Linked DNA regions of Mus musculus: all the other regions are linked to region 2. A link is a contact called in public promoter capture Hi-C data. All regions are on one chromosome and are shown on one strand. The core of a region is the stretch at or near the end of the contact, and the rest is flanking DNA. Distances in the headings are between cores, read along the strand shown. Region 1 holds the start of Tssc4 (tumor-suppressing subchromosomal transferable fragment 4). Region 2 holds the start of Echs1 (enoyl Coenzyme A hydratase, short chain, 1, mitochondrial). Region 3 holds the start of Lsp1 (lymphocyte specific 1).

What was found. Promoter capture Hi-C pulls out the DNA fragments that hold promoters and counts their contacts.
Region 1: a promoter capture Hi-C map of pre-B cells shows a contact between it and region 2, with 8 times the contacts expected there. The contact joins the promoter of Tssc4 here to the promoter of Echs1 in region 2. A contact is called at or near these places in 1 of 39 promoter capture datasets (pre-B cells) and 1 of 115 datasets of contacts at active chromatin or transcription factors (astrocytes).
Region 3: a promoter capture Hi-C map of pre-B cells shows a contact between it and region 2, with 4 times the contacts expected there. The contact joins the promoter of Lsp1 here to the promoter of Echs1 in region 2.

The regions. Positions count from the first base shown.
Region 1 is chr7:143,067,987-143,070,686 of GRCm38.p6, forward strand. It overlaps Tssc4 (tumor-suppressing subchromosomal transferable fragment 4), which reads left to right and starts at 1,382. Exons shown (of 3, transcript NM_020285.2): 1 at 1,382-1,527; 2 at 1,769-1,864; 3 at 1,950-2,700. The coding sequence starts at 1,971.
Region 2 is chr7:140,115,135-140,117,834 of GRCm38.p6, forward strand. Echs1 (enoyl Coenzyme A hydratase, short chain, 1, mitochondrial) reads right to left here and starts at 1,287. Exons shown (of 8, transcript NM_053119.3): 1 at 1,173-1,287. The coding sequence starts at 1,260. It also overlaps a transcript of Paox not described here.
Region 3 is chr7:142,459,365-142,462,064 of GRCm38.p6, forward strand. Lsp1 (lymphocyte specific 1) reads left to right here and starts at 1,448. Exons shown (of 11, transcript NM_001136071.2): 1 at 1,448-1,602. The coding sequence starts at 1,535.

The DNA of each region.
Region 1 (2,700 bases), core at 132-2,631, 3.0 Mb after region 2:
CTGAACTTTGCCAGGCACAGGGTGAGCAGGTCCAATAGAGGCTGTGGAACACAGTGGGTGGGGAGGGCTGGGACCCTGGGAGCACTCCATATGGGTCCTCCCTCATTTGTACCTCCTTATACTGGGAGCTCAATGCTGACTTTACGCCAGCCTTGACCTCATTTCCACTCATCTGTTGGACATGACAGGTCAGGCTGAGTCGGGTAGGAGGAGCCACCTAAGCAGGGAAATTCAGCACAGAATGATGGAGATAAGCTGCAAGAACACCCTCCTTTTCAGGGACAAGACAGTAAAGGTTAGCCCATTACCCCATCCATCTCAAGAAAAGATTCCACGGAGCTGGGTGGCTCTGGCTTGTGTCTCAATAAGTAAAAGGCAAGATGGCAGTTCACTTACCCCTGTGAACTGAGGATCAGGCTAAGCAACCTCCCGGACGCCAGGGGCAACCACCACTGTCTCTTTCCCTTTGTCTCCTGTCTGCGCCCCTCCCCCAGGCTGCTGGCATAGTTAATTGGCCACTAGAGGAGAGACGCCCTAGCCAAGATTCATGGCCCAGCTTCTAGCAGCCTCCCAGTAGGCTTATTTGTCGGTGAACCCCAAGCTTGTACTAGGACATTCTAGGTCTCCGCCACCTCTACCTCCCACGCCTATGCAACCTGTTCCGTGCTTGGTTGGTTTCTGGTCTGAGGAGCCCTTTATATCCTATGTTATGAGGTCCATGGGCACCAGGCCAAAGCTGTTGGAGGCCTGCTGCACAGCTTCAGAAACATAGGAAAGGAGAGGCGCATGCAGCAGCCCCATGGTGTCTCAGACTCTGATCCCTAAGGATACAAGAAAACAGCCCCACGCCTGGAGGAGGATTATGTGTGGCCTTGACTAGTAGGGGCGGCGTCCTGCAACTAAAGTGTCCGTTCCTGCGTCAGGAAGCACAGACAGGCAGAGCCCAGGATAGCGGCTTCGAATCTCTGAAGCCCCAACCAACCCACCCCAGGGACCACTACGTCTCTTCATGCCAAGAGCCAACCAGGACCTTGGCCCCGCCTCACTCCAGAAAGCCAACAAAGCACAAGACCCACACCACTTCCGCCCAGGGCCGGAAATGTCTAGGAAACTGGTTGGCGCTCACAGTGCGTGGTGACGCACTTCCTCCTTGTGTCGGACCCGGCCGGGACGGCTTCCGACAGGCGAAGCTGCAGGCCTCAACCCTTTGCGATTGGCAGTTAGCCCTGGAGTATTGTGGGAACCGTGGCTCCGCCTTTTCCTTTTTCGTCATTTCTGGGTGGGTTTCCGTGTGCGCTCCGGGTTGGCACGCTTGTTAAGGTTACAAGTCCCGGCTGACATTAGGCGGGAACCCATTGCCTTCTGGGAGTTGTAGTTTCTCGGGCGCTGAAGCCACGAAAATCTGATCGCCCGAGACTCGGTTTCCCAGGAACCCGAGCGAGACTGGACAGGACCGAATCCCGGGGAACTGGCGGGACGCTGCGAGAAAGGCGGCAGGGTATTGAGGCGTGTACGGACGCTGGAACGGTGAGCACTGGCCTCCCTAAGGCCGCGGCCAGGGCATTCCCGTGCCTGTTTCTGCCAGCCCTTCGTCCGGACCCGGGTGGCGCTTGTACCTAGAGAGGCTGCGCTTTACTGAGAGCCCGTGATGGGACAAGCAGCTGATGGAGATCTCCTGTCACCAGCATCTCCCAGTGCTCATCTATTGTATGTCCACACTGTTATGATCTCATGGTTGACTCTCTCCTTAACCCCACCTAACCTGCAGCTCCTGTATCTGTGCGCGCTAGGATACCCTTTAACCACCCAGCTTCGCGAGGCCTCCCGTCCGGCTGTGAGTAGAGGCACTTGACACATAGTGGAGGTGAAAGACGGGAGCCTGGGAGGACGGGGAGGGATGAGGCCTTAAATACACCCCTCACGGCGGAACTGGGACTGCTTCGCTACAGGTGGGACGGGTGTCAGGTCGTATGGCGGAGACAGAGGCTGGCCTGGAGGCTGATGAACCCACCGAGGATGACACCCTGCCTTCTGACACCGTCTCCCTCAGCGACTCGGACTCGGACCTTAGCTTACCTAGTGGTGTGGAGGTCCAAGTGTTGTCCCCAGAGAGGCTTTCGGAGGAGGGCCAGGAGGACTCCGGCCCTGAGGACCCTCCATCGCCCCCCACGGGCACCCTCACCACTGCAGTGCAGCCATTCCACCTCCGAGGCATGAGTTCTACCTTCTCCCAGCGCAGCCACAGCATCTTTGATTGTCTGGAGAGTGCAGCCCGGCAGGCACCGTGCTCTGCTCCCCAAACCAGTGTGAGTGACAATGGCAGCTTCAGGCGGCCCGTGACTCCCCCAAGTCAGACTCCAGCAAGGGGCCTGAGCAGAGTGCATGGGAACACTGGCCCGACTAGGGTACTCCCAGTCCCTGACTATGTGTCACACCCTGAGCGTTGGACCAAATACAGTCTGGAGGATGTGTCTGAAGCCAGTGAGCAGAGCAATCGTGATGCTGCCCTGGCCTTCCTGAGCTCTCGAAGCCAGGTGTCCCACACAGACTATGTGCCTTCTTTCAACCAGGACCCCTCTAGCTGTGGGGAGGGAAGAGTGGTCTTCACCAAACCAGTGAGGGACAGTGAGGCTAGGGCTGAGAGGAAGAGGGTCCTAAAGAAGGGGGTTGGGTCAGGTGCGGGGGGTGAGGCCGCTGTGG
Region 2 (2,700 bases), core at 37-2,536:
TTTGCTGAAAGGACCCAGATATGGCTGTCTCTTGTGAGACTATGCCGGGGCCTAGCGAACACAGAAGTGGATGCTCACAGTCAGCTATTGGATGGATCACAGGGCCCCCAATGGAGGAGCTAGAGAAAATACCCAAGGAGCTAAAGGTGCAACCCTATAGGTAGAACAACATTATGAGCTAACCAGTACCCCGGAGCTCTTGACTCTAGCCGCATATGTATCAAAAGATGGCCTAGTCGGCCATCAACAGAAAGAGGCCCATTGGACTTGCAAACTTTATATGCCCCAGTACAGGGGAACGCCAGGGCCAAAAAGTGGGAGTGGGTGGGTAGGGGAGTGGTGGGGAGGGTATGGGGAACTTTTGGGATAGCATTGGAAATGTAAATGAGGAAAATACTAAATAAAAAATATTAAAAAAAAATTCACAGTGGAGTACTAGAAGTCTGTAGAGGAGTTGAGCCAAGGAGTGGGAAGGGAGGAACTATTCAGCTGGCTAGGAAGGAAAGTGGGTGTGTCGGTATGGGCTACGCTGATTGGGTGGCTTGAAGGACACGATCAGGAGAGACTGTGGAAACAGCAGAGACTAGACAGGAGGCACTATGGACAAACCTTTCCCAATACCCAGGCTGTCTTACTTAACCTACTTTCACATTCTCTTAAAGCTACCTAAACACATGGGATTTCACAACCAACATGCATGTTCCCAGCTGACACTCATAAAAGTTCGAGCGTTGAGAAGCTATTACACCCAGAGCCCTCCCACTAGACATGGCTTCGAGGTGCTAGGATCTGGCTGGGCTTGTAAGGTGAGACTAAGGTCAGACTGAGGAGCGGGGAACGGGGTAAGGAATTGGGAAGGGGTCAGTCGAGCGCTGGAGTTGGAGGCTCAGAAGGAAGATCACCAAGCTAGAGTCAGTGGTCACTTGCAGGAAATCTGGGTTTAGTGTGGGGATGCGTACTCGAATCCAGGGTCCAGGTACTTCAGAGTCAAGTGTTGGGAGTGCATGCTTGTGGAAGTAGGGGGTCAGACAAAAGATCTAGAGTTAGGAGAGAAGGGCCAGGATCAAGTGAGGATGCGTGCAGGCCGGGGTTTAGGGACCACCCAGAGGTTATGGGTGGAGAAACCACCCAACGTGGGTGGGGTGACGCACCCCGCCGGTGTCCGCACTCACCCGAGGCGAAGCGCCGTAGTTCTGGGCAGCGGACTGAGGACAACAGTGAGCTACAGGCTCTGGGCAGCAGAGCACGCAGGGCCGCCATGGCGGAGAGACGATGTGTTCCGCCCACAGAATCGCCCCGCCTGCAGAATCGCTCCGCCCCAGATCCCAGGCGGGATGAAGACGGAAGCTTAAGGGGTGGACCCGTGACCTGAGCGGGCTGGTACAGAGGGCGGGGTGGGGCAGCGTGGGGTGCTGGGCTGCGGTTCTTGGAGTAGTCTGTTAATTGCATCACTTTGGTGGTGTGCCCTTGGCGGGTGCCCGGTTTACGAAGCCAGACTGGGAGACATGGCTGTGCCCTTTCCCCTGTGATGGCCGTATGCTTTCGTTCTTGACCAGGGGAAAAACTACGGGAAGACGCGATCACAGATACAGTAATAAAGCATAAAGCGGTAAAGTGCAAGACGGTTTTGTTTAGCTTTGTGTGAGGGTCTTACTTCATAGCCCTGGTTGGCTGGAACCCTCCTTATGGGCCAGGCTGTTTCTCAATCTCACAGAGATCCATTTGCCTCTGCCTTCCAAATGCTTGGATTAAAGGCATGAGCCATTATACCCTGCTCCAGAGGTATTCTTTACATGACAACTGACTAGCTTCATAACACCAGGTTAGAAATAGCTGTGATTTTACAAGATGAGAAGATTTCACATAAATTTAAAAGAAAGCCAATGTTTTGTTCACGTAAATTATCTTGAATTATAACTTAAAAATATTTAGCAAGTATTATCAGGCCTTCATTTGTATTCTTGCCCTGGTCCTGCAAACCCTAGGATAGAGATAAAGGACAGAATCTCCAGACAAAAGCAAGCTTGATACTGTTATGCCGGGAAGTTTGTGAACCCCAAAAGTCCACCAAGGAGCCTTTTCGATGTAATAGTATTAGGGTCTCTATTACAGGCTCAGGCTTGGGCCCTCTCCTCCAACTCAACCCTGACACAGCAGGACAGGAAGGGAAGGCAGAGAAGCCTTGAACTCTCATCTGGACAGGGCTTTACAAGAAATGGAAGGTAAGAGAGGGGGTGTCCATCTTGGAAAGTATCTAACTGAAGGTCTATTGTAAGCCGACTGTATTCAGTCACAAAGGGTCTGAAAGTGCATCTGAAACAATCAGGCTAGTCTTTGTTTTACTGTTGTTAGGAAGTAGCTACAGAGTAACGCTGGCCAAGGACAAGCCATGGGGTCTTTCCTGGTACGTGGGTACAACCTGGGTTCTTCTGTAGGTCAAGTTCTCAGGCTTTTTTTTTTTTTTTCTTTTAGATAGAGGCTGGTCCCAAGATGGAGTAGGTTTGGATTCTCAATACTTTAAAGAAAACAATCCAAACCAGAATAGAACAGTCAGCAAACTTTATTTCAAGACTAAGATAGAATATAAACAGAAACAGACCACCACCAAACCTTTGCTCCAGGTCTCTGTGTTAGCATAGGCTAAGCAACCATGACAGTAGTTCCAAAATGAAATGTCTCAAACACAATTTATTTAACAAC
Region 3 (2,700 bases), core at 198-2,697, 2.3 Mb after region 2:
CCAATGGTCTCCACCTCTCCATCCCCCAGCCCTAAGGACAAACAGGCCACAGAAAGTTCATAGATTAGTGGCTGGAATGCACCGATAAGGTGCCTGGATGGCGAGGCCCTGTGACAGACATAGGAACCAGTGAAAACCTCTTAAGAGGTGTCAGGACAGAAGTGGCATAACTCTGTCACCTGCCAAATGCATTCCCAGCCACTTATCAACAGAGCACTTAGGAGGGTCCCAAGGAAGCAAAGTGCAAAAGGAGAGAGAGAGGAGGCTGAAGAAAAAGCAGGCAGGTGTCCTGCCCAGTCTGCTGAACAATACTCACTCTTCCTGTTGCCCCCTCCTCAGGACTGGGATAGAGTAAGCAAGGCTTTGCCTCCACTGGACCATGTGGATAAGAAAGGGCTCCCTGCAGTCAGGCAGGCTTGCAAACACAGGTCTACCTCTAGATGATACTCTACAGCTTCTACTAAGTTTCCCAACACCCTAAGGCTCTCTTGCCTTTCTGCACTTCTCCTGTAAGACCTCATAGTGAGATTTCCGAGGTCACTCATTGCCCAGTGCTGGGAAATAGGGCACTGGCTCCTTTCTTTCTATCTCTTGGGTCAGCAAGCTTCAAAGAGAGAGTCTCTACCATGTTGTGGCTGCCTCAACTTGGCCCAGTGACACTTTAGCCCAAGTCCCGGGACTTTGGGATCTGGCTATCACATTCCCCATCATTCCTTTATAGTCCCTTTGGTTCCCTCCCAAAAGCCTCAGTCCTTCCTCTGGTGCTGCCTCTCAGGAGAACCCATGACCCACCCCAGCATAGCTGGGAACATCAACCGACTCTTCGACTGGTTCCAAATGCCCAGAGCACAGAGGCAGGATTAGAGAGAGCTGATGGAGCAGGGAGACAAGAGCGTCCAGCAGCTAGGAATGGAGACAGATAGAGACAAGCTCTAGAACCACAGACTAGGGGAGCACCACATGTGGGACCCTGGACATGGCTGGGGAGCAAAGGCTAACTAAGAGTGTCCAAGGCCATGACCTTGAAGCATCAAGAACTAGTTCCACCATGTTCATTGAGCACACTTGGAAGCACAGAAGATTTCCATGCAAAGCAATTGAAAGCAGTCCACGGACACTAAAGGGACCATGAATTCTGGACATTGTGGGAGACATAGCTACTCTCAGGTCTATGGACCAGAGTTGCAAGGAGTAGCCTTACTCACCTCTACCCTCAGCCCTTTTCTGTCATTCCAGGAGGCTATAGCTTGCTTGCTCAACACTTCCTGATGAGTGGTTTGGGTTTAGTTGGTTTTTGGTTTTTTGTTTTTTTGTTTTGTTTTGTTTTGTTTTAACTCTTCTTCTGTTGCAGCAACATAGGAAAAAAAAAAAAAAAACCCAAGCCCCATAGGTTTCAAACCTCAACCTGCTACAGGAAGGAGGAAGTGAAACCTGGGGCGGGAAGGGTGGGGGGCTGAGGCTCTAGGCCACCGCCCATCTACAGAGAAACACCAGGAGCCATAACAAGTGCACCCACACCGAAGACACCAGGCCCATGGCGGAGGCTGCCATCGATCCCAGATGCGAGGAACAGGAAGAGCTCCATGCAGAAGACAGCGAAGGGTGAGTTCCACTATGGGCAGTTTGCTTTGTGCCAAGTGCTGAGTAGGCAGAATCTCAGATAGGACTTAGATAGCCTTCAGAAACCCTCTCTTACCAGAGAGGTGTGTATCTCCTCTATCTCCCTCTGCAGCTTGGCCTAACTGGGAAAGGCTATCTTCCTGGCTAGGGTTCATAGCCAGAATAGAGAAGATGGATGCTTGGTGTGGAAGGGACTGGGAGTGGCTGGATATGGCCTGAACAGCAGGAGAGAGCAGTAGCTGTGTTGGGAGAAACTAGGCCTAGGAATCCTGACCTCATGCACCTATAGGCTTGTCTGAGGGGTCTGGCCTGCCTTAAGATACTGAGAGGTGACCAGGCCTCAGGGGTTCCCAAAGCTGCTATGTGAGGATAGAGAAGGTCAATGGTGTCTTATGGACCAGGCACTGTTGTTAAGTACAGTGGGTATGGGAATGAACATTGGCAAAGGTAAAGGGGGCCACTGCCCTGCAACAGACAGGGCTGGGCAGAGGCCTTTAGGCTGTCAGCTGCTTAAGGGCATCTGCAATTTAAAGGGATGTGAAGGGTGTTCCCTGTCTTTCCTGTGTTGGGTCATAAGGTGGGGGTGGGGGTAATGAGAAGGGAAGCTGTTAGTGGGTAGACATGGAGACCAAGCCAGGCCATTGGTGCCTGCCCTGCCCTGTCCCAGGAACAGGTCTCAGAAGAGGGTGTCAGGTCTTGGGGACAGGTCAGAGGCTAGCAGCCTCATGGGAGCAGGATGTGGGGGCTGCGGTCCAGGTGTGTAAGAGGAAGGGGAAGAAAGAGGTAAAACATAAAATTGCTACCGGAGCTGCCAGGCTGCCAGGGAGAGTGTGACTCTTAGGGTTCAGCCACAGGCTCAAGGAGATAAGGCCCACCTTAGCAGGGGTTGCAGGGTCTCTGCAGTTCGCAAGCCGGACGCCAGATCTTGGGCAGGAACAGCAATTCCTCAATCCTTATCAATGATAATGGGAAGAAACCTCACTTTGAGGGGTGCATGTTGGGGGGTCTCCACACTATTGCTTTGCATTTGGACCCTGGTTAGAAAGTTGTCCAAGGAACCCTCAGGCTAGGAAAGGAGTC